Linked DNA regions of Sus scrofa: region 1 is linked to region 2. Evidence: chromatin contacts called from public Hi-C data. All regions are on one chromosome and are shown on one strand. The core of a region is the stretch at or near the end of the contact, and the rest is flanking DNA. Distances in the headings are between cores, read along the strand shown. Region 1 holds the start of FASTKD3 (FAST kinase domain-containing protein 3, mitochondrial). Region 2 holds the start of CCT5 (chaperonin containing TCP1 subunit 5).

Region 1 (7,455 bases), core at 3,725-6,224, 2.0 Mb after region 2:
CAGCTGATCCCCATGGTGGCCTGGCCTGAGAACCACCATCCTGGGAACTGGTTCCTGGCCTAAGGAAGCCATGGGATCCACCTGGGAGCTTAAAAACAAACAAACAAACAAACCAAACAACCCACAATAACACAGCATGCAGGGTTGCTCCTTCAGGAATTCCGTTTTAGCAGTTTGGGGGAAGGCCCAGCCACTAACGTGGTGAAAATGTTTTCTGGCTGAATGGGGGGCTCGCCTGGGGTTAAGAATGCTACTCGGGGGCTCTGCAGAGAGCTGCTGTGGGCGCAGACTGGGCAACAGTGCGTATTTACAACCAACTGTGATACAGAGGTAAAAACCCTTACATAAAACCCCCCGAGGACAAAACGCATACGATGATATCCCAGGTCTCTGAAAGACACATTTGGATATTAGCGTGAAAGCCAGCAGGGAGCTTACAGTAAGAGCACAGAACACAGTCCACACCTAGCAATCCATACCGCAGGTGAGCAAGGAGGTCGCCAGGCAGCGTCTTGTCCTGTATGGCTTTAACGAACTTGCGGGCTGTGTCGGGTGGGTCTCCGTTGCCCGTGGTGGAAACCACCACCACAAGAGGCGCCGCTTCCGTCCTCAGATCGTACTAAGAGACAAGGGTGCCAGTCAGGGCTCTAGCGCTGTGTGTTCCTTCCGACTTAACACATCCACGAGGCGACCCACTTAATCTTCCACTTGCCGTCTATATCGCAGGACGGCAGAAAAGTACACAGAACACCGCACAGCTGGCCAAGTAACAGCGTTACCACCCCCCCACCCCTGCCCCCCGGAACCAGGAAGCCTGGCTCTCAGGAAGGCCGCTGACACCCTCAGGGTCCAGAGAGCCCAGAACACCGTCAACAGGGAACTGAGGTCACCAGCGTTTCCAAGTCTGACAGATTCCAGTTTCTTTATTCTGATTCTCACCTAAATTTAAATACTCAGGCAAATTACACTATCTGTATTTATAATGACTCCATGACCTCTACACAGCATGAATGTTACCTAATTTGGCTCCAAGGATTGCACTGTTTTTCATGCTGACCTAACATGTAAAAGATCTGAGCTAATGTTTTACCAGACAATTGATTCAGCGCTTACAGGACACAACGTAACTCTATACAGTTTGTTAACTTTACCTTGAAAAAGACTAGCATCTAGGGAGCAGAGAGCTATCAGTTTGAACCTGCATCAAAAGCAACTGGAGAAATCATTCAACTGCAGAGAGCAAAGAGCACAACTAACACTGTATTAGAAACACTCACTATTCACTTAACTTTCAAATAGCTGCTGAGCCCACGGGGGTCACTGGTGAGGTGACGTCACTGGGCCAAACCAGGGCTAGTCATATGATGCTGATGACTTTGTTTCTGTTTGTAGTGACAGATTCAGTCTGTAGCGCCTGCAGCTCCCGCAACGTAGATTTACTTTGAAAGTAGAATCACGGGGCCTGCAAGGGGTGGGGTCCTCCAGGACCCTCCTGCTGGTGAGTGACTAATCTGGAGTCACCCTGGCCCTGCTGAGCTGAGTTCATAATTCACCTCTGCTGCTGGCAGGCTGGCCTTTAGACCTAGAAATGCACTAGAGGCCAGAGGAGGTTGTGAACCTGGGCAAAGGGTACGGCAGGGTGGGGTTTTGACTCCTGGGCTGAATTCAACGTCTCTGGCTCACAGAGCACCGTGTGGCCTGACAAAAGAGCCCCTGCTCATTCCTAGGGCCTGAGATGTATCAAAGTGTGAATGGGAGGGTCGCGATCAGACTGAAAAAGCAACACAGATCTGTCAGCATCTCCCTGTCCTACGGGGGGAGCTTCGGAACGGAAGAAAAGCAAAGCAGCCCCGGGTCCTCTCGTCTCCACCTTCCGTTGTGCATCATGAAAGAATCCGGTGGTTCCCACCTGGAGGGACTCTGGCATGGATGGCCAGGTCTTCTTTTTGGGGAAATACAAACAGTACTGAGATTCACGAGTGGAAAGGACACGTGGCCCAGTGAACACACACACCTCGTTAGTTCTCAGGAACCCAGGAGAGAAACAAGGCAAATACTCTAACTTTCATTTAGTCGAGAAGAGTTACTTATCACAGTTTTAAAGACTGTGTAGCCCAATTCAAAAAACCACTTACATTAAAAAGAAAAAAGTTCAGGAATCTTACATTAAGGTGATAAAGCAAATTTTTGAGCGTTAAAAATGGATCATGGTGGCATTTAGGTCCCATTTTGCTCGTAACCAAAATTCTTAAAAAGTACATGATGGTAAAAATCGTGACTTACCTGACCCATGGAGTTCCCACTGTGGCTCAGTGGGTTAAGAACCCAACACAGTACCTGTGAGGATGCAGGTTCGATCTCTGGCCTCACTCAAGCGGGTGAAGGACTGGCACTGTTGCAAGGTGCGGTGGAGGTCACAGATGCAGCGTGGATCTGGTGGTGTTGCATGGGCTGTGACGTAGGCTGGTAGCTGCAGCTCCCACTCAACCCCTAACCCCGGAACTTCCACACGTCACAGGTGCAGCTATAGAAGCAAAAATAAATGAATGAAATTATTAAAAAACCACAACTTACCTTGTCCGACTCACTGATACAGTGGAGGTCTGCAGAAAAACCATGTGCATCTGCTTTTTCACATATTTCTTCTGCTATGGCCTTTGCCTGTCCTTGCTGTGTAGCATAGAGTAACAAAAACCTCCTCATCGCCTCTGTGCATATGCTACACTGCGACAGTTACACTGGAACACAAAGGGGGAGAAGGACTTTCTTTTAACAAAGTACAACAACCTGCAGCTCTTAATTCTCTTATTTAGAAAAAGATTTCAACAATATCTAGGCGTAAAATGAAGCAGAGACTTTCCAGAATCTGTTTGTCAGCATTAATTCCAAAAGGCTAAAAGAGAGAACTCATCAAACCCAAGAGAATACAGGGAATGAAGCTGTAATTCCAGGGCTCAGAAATCAGATTCTGGGGCCAGATCACTCACAAGAGCAGAAGTCCCGTCAAGCTCTCAACTGATCAGTCTCTGCTGCCTCACCCTTAGAGTGGGGACAATGACAAAGACAGACAGACACAAAGCCCCTGAACAACGACTGAGACATAGCAGTGCTCAATAAATCTCAGACATCTCTGTTCTCTTTAAAAAAAGCAAAGTTAAAAATTCATAAAAACTGTAAAAACCTCATTAAAATTGATTCCTACTTAATCCCAACAAACAAATCATAGTTCTCAAAGCACAGACCCTGTTTTCTTATTTAATTCAATGTCATATATATGTGAGTGCATGTGCATAAATACTTATACATGTCTATACCGAGTGAAAAATATTCCAAATCCACTCTAGCCTTTTACCAGTATGTGTGCTTTTCCGGAACAAGTAATGGGGGATAAAATAAAGGACATTCAAAGACTTTTCCCCAGGCCCGTCCAGTGTCAAAACCTGGGAGACTCTCACGTTAGGGGACAAATTTAAACGGACACCCAAACCAAAATTTTGGCTTTTGGTAAATGAACCACAATACTTTTGTTGTTGTTGTTCCTCTGGCCAATTAAATCTAAGGGCAATTTGGCCACGAAGAAATGAAAGGGCAAAAGAACAGTATTAAATCGCAATGCTAAAAATCATGGACTAGCCTACGGAACAGAACAGCGCCTGGACAGAGCGGGCGCTCTAGTGGTCAGCAAGATGACAGGATAAGGGAATCGCAGGAAGACACCACGCACTTGGAGCTGACTGTAAAAGCGCAGTGATGGAAAACAGCTGTTACAACCAAGGTCCGGGAGGGCGTCCCAGGAGACACACACAGGCCTGAGGGCTTCAAAGCACGAACCCCTTGGTACCTTGGCGAGAAGGTCCTCCAGCCCACGTTCCTCAGAGGTGGTTTTGCTGCACCAAGAAAGAACAGAGACCACTCCAACCGAGAAGAAACAAATTAGGAGTCTTTATTACAGGCCACACTGCCTAAAAGCGGCTTGAGTGTGAAGCCCCGAACAAAGAAACGGACCGTGTTTATAAAGACAAACTTACATTCAGGTTGGGAAGGGGTGCGCATGCATAAACAGGGGTGTAAAAACAAAGGGACAGTTAAAATACTTCAAACCTTAACTAGTGAGAGTGTTTAAGTTAACAATAATGATTTGTTAAGTAAGGTTCATATCGTCTAACTTAAAGCAGGCAGCTTATGTCGGTGCCAGAAAGGCAATTAGATGGGTAACCTTGCAGCATCTCAGTCCCCCTTAGCAGCTAACTTCGTTCTTCTAGGAAAGGGAGCTGCGGCCGGAGACTTGGGCACCGGGCTGATTGCTTTACACCGGCCCTGCGCAATGTCAACAAGGCCCAGGCCTGTGTCCGGAGCTGTGGGATGTTAACAGGGCCCAGGCTTAGGTTCTTCAGTTCCCCGCACCGGCAGGGCACCGTCACGCGAAGAAAGAGCGGAACACGAGGGGCCGCGTTCCCGGCATCCCTGAGTCTCAGGCGCCCCGTCCCGGTCTCCGCACCTGACCCCGCGCTCCGATGTGCCCTTTACCCTCGTCTAGTACAGTGTTCAGAACCAAAACGCCGACGGAGAAGGGGCTCAAAGCCACCTTCGGGACTGGCTCCGCTCGCGCAAACGCCGCCCAGGACTCCGTCCGAGAGGCCGCGAATAGCTTTTAGGACCAAGACCCAGGTTCAGCCCGCCCTCCGGCCGCGTTGCCCGGAGGGCGCGGAGGCCAGTGTCCTCCCCCACCCTCAGCTCCCTCCCTCGGGTCCGTGCCGGGCATGTGCCCAGACGGAGAAGCGACAGCTGCCCCATACTCACCTGCGCGCGTCCGGCCCGGACGCTGGGGAAGGCGTAGGTACTGCGAGCCCGGCTCCCGCGCCTGCGCACACGGTCGCGGCGTGCGTACTCGGCTCCCGAGACCAATAGGAGGCTCGCGAGAGGAGCTGGGCCAATCACGGCGCGCCGGACGTGGGGCGGCCTCCGGACCTTGCGCATGCGCCCGGCTGCTGAGAGCCCCCGCCGCGGTGCGCGCGTACGGAGGCCCACGAGGTTCTGGCGCCTCCAGGGCTGCTAGGACCCCCGGCGCGCTGAGTCCGGTAGGTGCCCATCCCGGCTTTGGGCTCTGATGGCCGCGCCGGGCGTGCGTCGTCCGCGGCTCCGCCCAGCCGCGCACGCCGCCCTTGTTCGCCCAGCTCCGCGGACGCCGTAGCCGCCCTCCCGGTGCTTGAGCGCAGGTTTCCTGGAGCACCAGGTTCAGGGACGCCCGGCCCATCGCGTCCTTTCACTCCGAGGTGGACGCCAGCCCCCGGGCGCCCGGTCCCCCCTTGTCCCGCACGCCTGTGGTCCCAGCTCGCAGCGCGGGGCGTTCAGGTGCGCACCGGCGAACCACCTTCCCCCTTTATTGACTAACATTTTGCTTTTCAAATTCTTTCTTTGCCCCCATTTGCCGAGTTAGAACTTCTTGTTTCTCAGTCCCAGCCAAATCCTGACGGCTGAAGGGAAACCAACACCTCGGGGCCCTTTAAGCGCGTTTTTCACCTTTGCTTTGACCGATCCGAATTAATGGTCCTTTTTTGAGGGAGTTGAACCAAGCGCCAGTCCTCCCATCAGCCGACACTTCCGAGGCGCGCTTAGCATCCAGACTGCCTGAGTTTGAAGCCTGGCTCTGCCACTTACTAGCAGTTTCAATTTGACGACATGACATCTTTGCGCTTCAGCGGGCTCGTTTCTAAAATGACATAAAAGGACTTAATCCGCTGTGTTGTTGGGAGACTTCAGCATAGCACTGCCTGGCAAATGATAGCGATTTTTGTAACTAGATCCAGGCGCCTGCTCTTCTGGTACTTAATGTTGGAGAGGGAAATGTTTAGGGGGAATCACTCCTATGGGGTTCTCATCCGTAGTTTCATAAACACCGATGTTGAGTGAACCGTGTTCTCATATGTTTGACCATGTTTTCTGTTCTTTAACATAGTGACAGATCGAGAGGTGTTGATCTAATGGCATGGCCTTAATTACCTTGCGGAGAAACCTTTGTCATTTATCTGATTTTCGAATACATGGAGCTCTGGCTGCTCTGAAAAATCCACGTGTAAATCACGTTCACAAGATAGTCCAGGAGCATCTGTGTCTGTGGTTCTGTTCACTGCAGCCCGGGCCCGCCAGGGTCAGGTTCCATCATGCCCACTGTAAAAAGTTCCATTCGGAAAATGGAAATGACCTTCATCCCGTTGGCGAGCCAGTGTTCTCTCAAGTACACGATTGGGACAGGTTCGAACAAACCGTGAAAAATGTGGACGAAGAGATGTGTTGCAGGAGACTAAACAACCTTGGTTCATCAGGAGAAGTCCTGCGTTTTATAAGCACACTGCCGGCTTTACCTGAGACTGTGGCAGCAGAAGCCTTACACCGGATTTGTGAAGTGGAAAAGAAAGACGGTGCTCATTGGCTGCCCAAGGAAATCCTGGAGAATAGTGTCTTTCAAGCTTTGTGTGATCAGGTTGGACGGGACCCCTCAAATCTGTCAAACGCGGGTTTGGTGACTGCTTTGCAAGCCCTGACTCCTCTGCAGGCGGAGCCTCAAAGTAGTTTGTTGCTGAACCTGCTGGCAGAGTGCCAGCACCGTCTGGAAGGGGGCCGTCTGGACATTCACAGTCTTTGTATTCTCGGGGAGAGTCTGATTAAACTGCAAGGTCCAGGCTGTTCAACACTAGAACTGATTCTGTGTCAACTGCAGGGAGAAAATGTGGAAAAATTTCCCCCCGAGGATATCCTGTCCCTTTACAGGATACTGCAGGCGTGTCCCGAAAAAGTGGACCAACACCAAAGGTTTTTAAATAAGATAAATAACTTTTCTCTGTCATTAGTTCCCAAGCTGAATCCTAAATCGATGAGCCAAATGCTCACCGCCCTGGTGGTTCTGGATCAAACTCAGGCACTGCCTCTGGTTATAAAATTGGGTAAATATGCTGTGAGGCACATCCCGCATTTCACCAACGAAGAGCTTGGCAGAGTCTTAGGCGCGTTCATCCACTTTGGGCACAATGACAGGTTTTTTATCGAAGCCCTGGAGCAACATGTCACCTCACTCCGTCTCACTTTGGATCCCGAGGTTGTCAGCAAAGTCATGGAGTACTGCAGCAGAAAGCTGATTCTTTCCAAACCCATCCTCAATGCCGTGGCAGAAATGTTCGTGTGCCAATCAGAAAAATTTTCACCTCGCCAGATTTCTGAGTTACTTGAGCCATTTGGAAAACTCAATTATTTGCCACCAAATGCCTCTGCTTTATTTAGGAAGCTCGAAAACATACTGTTCACTCATTTCAATTTTTTTCCACCCAAAGCACTATTGAAACTTCTCCATTCCTGTTCGCTTATTGAATGCCACCCCGTCAACTTTATGGCCAAACTCTTCAGCCCGTATTTTCTTCAGCAGCTGCAAGGTGAGTTGGTTCTAACTTCTGAGAATAGAAA
Region 2 (6,789 bases), core at 217-2,716:
TGGCACTTTCTCTAATGGTCCTTTCAGTGAAAAATGGAATTAAATATGTAACACAAGTGGCTCGCCTACCTACCATGGGTCAAAGATTGGATAAGTTACCCCATTTAATTTCCCTCCCAAGCCGGAAAGAGGTGTGCTGCCCCTGCTGGGAAAGGAGGTTCAGAGAGGTGGTGTTAACTTGTTTTAGGTCAAACAGTTCAGGGGAGAAAGAACTGCACTGCTTCTTAAATAAAACCCCAAGACACTAAGCAAACAGGGACACCTCAGGCCTGGCGACATGGTCTATCTCAAAGCCTACTTCCTCTGGCATAGTTCTACTTGTGATTCTGCTCAAAACCCCTCCATTGACCGTCTGAAGGATCCCCTCCAGCTTTTTCCTGCACTGCCTCCCATATCCCGTGGTTCTGGTCACACACTGCCTTATGTCATAGTTATTGGCGACCACTTTTCACTCTTTTTTTTTTTTTTTTGGTCTTTTTGCCATTTCTTGGGCCGCTCCCACGGCATATGGAGGTTCCCAGGCTAGGGGTCGAATCGGAGCTGTAGCCACCGGCCTACGCCAGAGCCACAGCAACGTAGGATCTGAGCTGTGTCTGCAACCTACACCACAGCTCACGGCAACGCCGGATCGTTAACCCACTGAGCCACGACGGGAACTCCCACTTTCACTCTTGTAGTAGTATTTTCTTCCTTAAAGGTGTACGTTTTCAGTTTTTATAATACCACATCCAGGATTACGCCGTGCATAGAAGGACTCAAAAATGAAATGCGCTGTCAATGACTAAGCCTTTAAGGAAGCAACGAAGAGTATGAACCTCTTTTCCTTTGGGGCTGTCGCAGGTATACCGACTGAAGGTAAAGAAGCAGGGTCCTAATCTGCCAGGGGACCCGAGAAATACCTCCTCTGCAGCTTACTGATACATGCGCCGTCGGAACGACAGCACGCTGGAGAAGCCAGCGGGGACGCGCGTTCTCCGCCTGTGAATTGAGGCTGCCCCACCCAGCTCTGGAGAGCGCTTGAGGGACACCCAAACCCTCAAACTGGGACTAAAGGCCTCTATGTTGGTCTTTCCCAGGCCCAAGGCGTTGGGTGCAGCACTGGAGACCAAAGAGGGGCTCCCCGACCTTCCCCGAGAGCACATGGCAGAACGGCTCTTAAATGTGCGCACGCGCGGAGCCAGGGGTTCGGGGTCCTCCGCTCATCCAGGGCGTCCCAGTCCCGTTACCTTGAGGGCCTCGAGTCCCATAAGACGAGACTTGCGGTCTTGATCTTTGATGATGAGAAAAGGGCGGCCATATTCGTCGAAGGCGAGGGTCCCCACGGACGCCATGGTGCGGCAGCAGCAGGAGTTCTCTCCCGCAACCGGCGGTGTCCACTCCGGAACCGAGAGAGTACTTTCCTCTCGCGGGAGGGCGCCAAGAGCTCGCGCGTGCGCAGCACAGGCCGCTCGAGACTTATTTCTCACCTGAGACTAGTTTAACGCCAGACAGTACCTTCTGGAATCAGCGGCCTTCGGCAACTTCTATCATCCGGGAAGCTGTGGGGGGGACAGTTTGAAGACACGAACGCGAACTTTAGAACCCACAAGCCGGTAGTAGATAGGATTTAGACACTTATTAAATCTGTAAAATCTGATGTTTCTCGATAGTGCTCCCAACGATGAGATCATTGACTCAGAGCATTGTTTTCTCCCTCCTTCCCACCCTGGCTTCGCGAAGATGGTAGAGTCCGCTTTTTTTTTTTTTTTTTTTTTTTTTTTTTAAACCTGCTGGAAATCTCGCGATGGAGGGAGGAAGAGGTGAGGTCAGCCCCGCGCGCGGCGCGTAGTTTGGGCCGCGGTCCTGGGTGCGGGCGCGGCGTAGGGCTCGTAGTCGTCTGTTGAGTCTGTGGTGCAGCGGGTCCGTGTCGGCGCAGGGGGGCGGGAAGTCGCGGGCCGCTGCCTCGGCTCGAGGCCTGGCGTTTGGGGCTCAGGGCTTGTGCGCGCCTCGGGCGCGTGCGCTGGTACTGGGATCTGGCCGCCGGGACCGGTTCCTAGCGTTTGGAGGCGAATAAGTCCCTTAGTTCGGCGCGGTCTTATACGATGTGTACTGGACTCACACTGTCGGGGTGGGGGTCACAGCTCTGCCGCTTACCAGCTGTGTCTTTGGGAAGGTGATTTGTCTGCAAAAATGGCAGTGGTAGCAATAGCTTCTCTCTTTACCGCTGCTCTACGGATTCAGGGGAAACAGTGCCTGGCCCTTAACAAGCTCTGTTCAAGTGTTTGTTAAAGAGATAGCTGTTTTGCACAAATACTCCAGTAACTTGCCCAAAGTTAGCTAGGAAGAAGCAAAATTGCCCAGTCTTGATCTGAGTCCCACTCTGAAGCCCTACGTTATGGTGCCTCCGAAAGATCTCTCTTAGCAACTTGTCTAAAAAGTACCAGATCCTCTGTTGCTTTTTCTTTGGAGCACAAATCACGACGTAATGTTTTCTGGGTTTAGATTTATTTGTTGTGGGTTTCGTGCCTCCCTGACCTCCATCTGACATAGAGTGGGACTTGACTCGTATTATTCCTAGCTTTTATTGGATACTCAAATGTGGAAATGGATGCATGGATTATAACATTTAACCTGTGGCCTGAAAGTGAGGAATTGACTTTGTCACCAGGTGGTTGATCATTTAACCCCTCCTGATACCTGGCCCACTTACTCTGTAGCTTACAGTGATGCTCCAAGGCCATTTTGGCTTTTGGAGCCACATCTCAATTCACTTTAGCTTGGCCAGTTCAGTGTTTCCTTATTCAGAATAACAAATCCTGTAATCCATTTGGCTCATTAGATAGTTATGAAGTGTAGGAAATGTGTAATGATGCCCGCTGTGCAGTTTTTCTTTAAAGCATGGGGAAAAAAGGGTTTTCCTGTTAATGTATTCTGTGTATAAGCAAGTACACAATGAACAGCTCGAAGATACTATGACGTTCAATTATAAACCCCCAGTGTAAATTCGTGTGGCAGGTCACAATTCCAAATAGGCCTCTTGTTTCTTCCTGGCCTTTTTCCTTTGGCTCAAACTTGGATAAAGACTCCTAAACCTTTGTGGGCTTATGTTGCTGCCTCTAGCTTTAGCTGGCCCACATCTGTCACTGAAAATTGAGATTTTTCTGTCACTACCAGAAGTCAGTAACCAGGCAAGCCTGTAGACAGCGGAAGTTCACTTCTTTGGGTCTTTTACTTACAAGGATGGACTTGTTCCTGGGCTTAGCAGGAACAGCTGGTGGTCCCATGGCTTTCTTTTAAAGGAATGCTGCCGCCTTCAAAAGGACATGTCGGATGGAGATGGTATGTTTTTTTTTTTTTTTTTTTTTTTCTTTTTAGGGCCACACCTGATGCTTATGGAAGTTCCCAGGCTAGGGTTGAATTGGAGCTGCAGCTGCTCAAGGCAACACCTGATCTGAGCCACACCTGTGACCTGCACTACAGCTCACGGCAACGCTGGATCCTTAACCCTCTGGCTGAGGCCAGGGATCAAACCCACATCCTCACAGAGACAATGTTGGGTCCTTAACAGGCTGAGCCACAACAGGAACTCAGTCTCCTGCTTTTTGAAAGTTCACTTTATACCACTTTGCTTTTACAAATGACCTTTTTTAGTACTTATTTTCCCAAACTGAAAGAAATCCAAAGAGGATTTTTCTTTCCTTTTTTTTTTTTTTTTTTTAACTATGTACAGATTCTTCCTAGTGACTTTATTTATTTATTTATTTTTGTCTTTTTGCTATTTCTTGGGCTGCTCCCGCGGCATATGGAGGTTCCCAGGCTAGGGGTCCAATCGGAGCTGTAGCTGCCAGCCTACTCCAGAGCCACAGCAACGTGGGATCCGAGCCGCGTCAGCAACCTACACCACAGCTCACGGCAACGTCGGATCGTTAACCCACTGAGCAAGGGCAGTGATGGAACCCGAAAACTCGTGGTTCCTAGTTGGATTCATTAACCACTGCGCCACAATGGGAACTCCCCCCAAAGAGATTTTTCATTTTTATGACCAAAGGAAGAAAAGGAAAGTAGCATTTGGTGTTACGTGTTGCTGTCAGCTGTCCCAGAGGCAGTGGGCACCCCAGCAGCTAGAGGGGCCCTGCCAAGCCCCTTCCCCAGGAGCCACTCAGCATCCAGCCACAGCTGCCCCAGTGTTGAATGGGGCTTCATCTCTGTTCTTGCTGTACACCCATTAGCAAGATGTGCCCTGAGGTCGTTGCTTCTTAGCTTTATGCCATTCAGCTTAGGAAAGGTTTCATGGAAATGCTCTGCTTTTGGACAGCAGGGGGGACCTGTCCCCTCAGGCCCAGCTCAAATTCTGTGTCTGCCAGCACCTTCCCACTTCCATCATTGGGTTACATCTTCCTCTACCTCCTCTCCTATTCCCACAGTGCTTTGTACATGTTAGGCCTTTCTCACAGCCTGCTTTGTAACTGTCTCAACTGGACCCCATCACACACGCAGGCTAACTGGGGGGCTCTGAAGACCCGTAGCACTTTGTTACATTTTGGCTGGTTAAGTTGTGTCTGCACAGGTGAGAGAGTTTGGGTCATCTGACTCGTGTTTGTCTAATCACCTGTCTGTTGGCTTTGCTGACTGGAGACAGTCCATCCACAAGTGGATAAACAGAATGTGGGCTGTCCACACTGGAATATCACTCAGCCATGAGAAGGAATACTGTGGAATATCACTCAGCCATGAGAAGGAATACTGTGGAGTATCACTCAGCCATGAGAAGGAATACTGTGGAATATTACTCAGCCATGAGAAGGAATAAAGTACTGATACATGGTAGAGGATGGAGGACTCTTAAGAACGTTATGCTGGGTGAAAGAAGTCACTCAAAACCCCGCATACTCTATGGTTTCATTCATGAGAGTTTTCATTAGAGACAGAAAGCAGATTGGTGGTTGCTTCGGGCTTGAGGATGAGGGGGAGTTTCAGGGGTCCTGGCTGAAAGGGTTCTTCTGGAAATAAAAAGGTCTAAACTTAACTGTGGTGATGGTTACACATATCTGTGAATATACTAAAAAACCCTTTGAATTGTATGCACTAAATGGGCAAATTATATGAATTACATCTCAGTAAAGCTGTTAAAAAGTAATGAGCCCCACCACTCCACATGATAGTATTTTTTTTCCTTTAAAATGGTTGTTGGATCTATTTTAAATTTAATTTTATTGGGGTATAGTTAACTTACCGTGTTGTGTTAGTTTCAGGTTTACAGCAAAGTGAATCAGTCATGCATATAAATATATTCATTTTTCCCCCCACATTGGTTATTACAAACTATCAAGTAGATTTCCCTCTGCTGTAAAGTAGGTTCTCCTTAATCATCTATTTTTACACAATGTGTGTGTATGTTATTCCCACCCTCCCAATTCTTCCCTCCCCCAGCAGTTTCCCCTATGGTAACCATAGGCTTGGTTTTGAAATTTGTGGGTTTGTTTCTGTTTTATAAATAAATTGTGTCACTTTTATTAGGTTCGACATATAAGTGATATATGATATTTGTCTTTCTCTATATGACTTACTTCACTCTATATGATAATTTCTAGGTCCATCTATGTTGCTGCAAATAGCATTTCATTCTTTTTTATGGCCGAGTAATATTCCATTATATCTATGTACCACATCTTCTTTATTCATTCGCCTGTTGATGGACATTTAAGTTGCTTCCATGTCTTGGTTATTGTAAATGGTTCGGCTGTGAACATTGGGGTGCATGTATCTTTTTGAGTTACGGTTTTCTCTGCCCTTGATAGTATTGAGGCTAATAATAGTGCCTGATAGTCATCACTTACTCTGTCAGGTTGTGCCAAGGGCTTTATATGCACTGTTTATTTAACTGTCCCAGTAACCCTCAGAGGATAGTATTATTTTAAAATCTTACAAGTGAGGAAACTGAGCCTTGAATTTTTTTTATTATAGTCGATTTACAATGTTGTGCCAATTTCTGCTGTATAGCAAAGTGACCCAATCAACACACACACACACACACAAACACACACTTTCCTTTTCTTATATTATTTTCCATCATAGTCTATCCCAGGAGACTGAATAGTGCTGTACAGTAGGACCTCATTGCTTTTCCATTCTAAATGTAATAGTTTGCATCTACTAACTCCAAACTCCCAGTCCATCTCTGAAATGATTATTTTTTGTTTTTTGTGGATCTGCTTTAAAAATCTCCTTATTGCCATACCTATTTAAGATATTTAGTAAAACCTAAATTTTATCTCCTCTATAACTTCAGGATTGGATTTAGGCAACCGTGATTATTAATGCCTGACCAATTTTTTTTTTTTTTTTTTGGTCCTTTTGTCTTTTCAGGGCTGCTTCTGCAGCATATGGAGGTTCCCAGGCTAGGGATCAAATCAGAGCTATAGCTGCTGGCCCACATCACAGCACTGCCAGATCTGAGCTGCATCTGTGACCTACACCACAGCTCATGGAAACACTGAATCCTCAACCCACTGAGTGAGGCCGGGGATCGAACCCACAACCTCATGGTTCCTAGTCAGATTCGTTTCCACTGCGCCAGGACGGGAACTCCACCCTGACCAATTTTGATGCAAAATACTTTGATCCTATTTGAGATAGGGTAATAATTAGGTATTTTCATGCTTATTTGTTTATGGACCATAAAAATATGGCGTTCATGAGTAATACTTGTATTAACTGTTACTAATTCATAAAATAGCAAATAGATTTAAACACATCGTTTTCCAAGGGATGACTCCTAGAGAAAAAAAATATGTTGGAAAGAAAAGATTT

Evidence for each region. Hi-C and Micro-C count contacts between places; a contact is called where the count stands out from the background.
Region 1: a Hi-C map of liver shows a contact between it and region 2, with 6 times the contacts expected there. The contact joins the promoter of FASTKD3 here to the promoter of CCT5 in region 2. A contact is called at or near these places in 2 of 5 promoter capture datasets (fetal liver and liver) and 2 of 47 Hi-C or Micro-C datasets (epiblast stem cells and liver).

Annotation. Positions count from the first base shown.
Region 1 is chr16:74,265,944-74,273,398 of Sscrofa11.1, forward strand. FASTKD3 (FAST kinase domain-containing protein 3, mitochondrial) reads left to right here and starts at 4,975. Exons shown (of 8, transcript XM_003134149.4): 1 at 4,975-5,078; 2 at 5,957-7,424. The coding sequence starts at 5,987. It overlaps MTRR (methionine synthase reductase), which reads right to left and starts at 4,885. Exons shown (of 14, transcript XM_021076617.1): 1 at 4,801-4,885; 2 at 2,575-2,738; 3 at 480-619. The coding sequence starts at 2,703.
Region 2 is chr16:72,221,724-72,228,512 of Sscrofa11.1, forward strand. CCT5 (chaperonin containing TCP1 subunit 5) reads right to left here and starts at 1,467. Exons shown (of 11, transcript NM_001278779.1): 1 at 1,227-1,467. The coding sequence starts at 1,331. It overlaps FAM173B (protein FAM173B), which reads left to right and starts at 1,769. Exons shown (of 5, transcript XM_021076853.1): 1 at 1,769-1,799.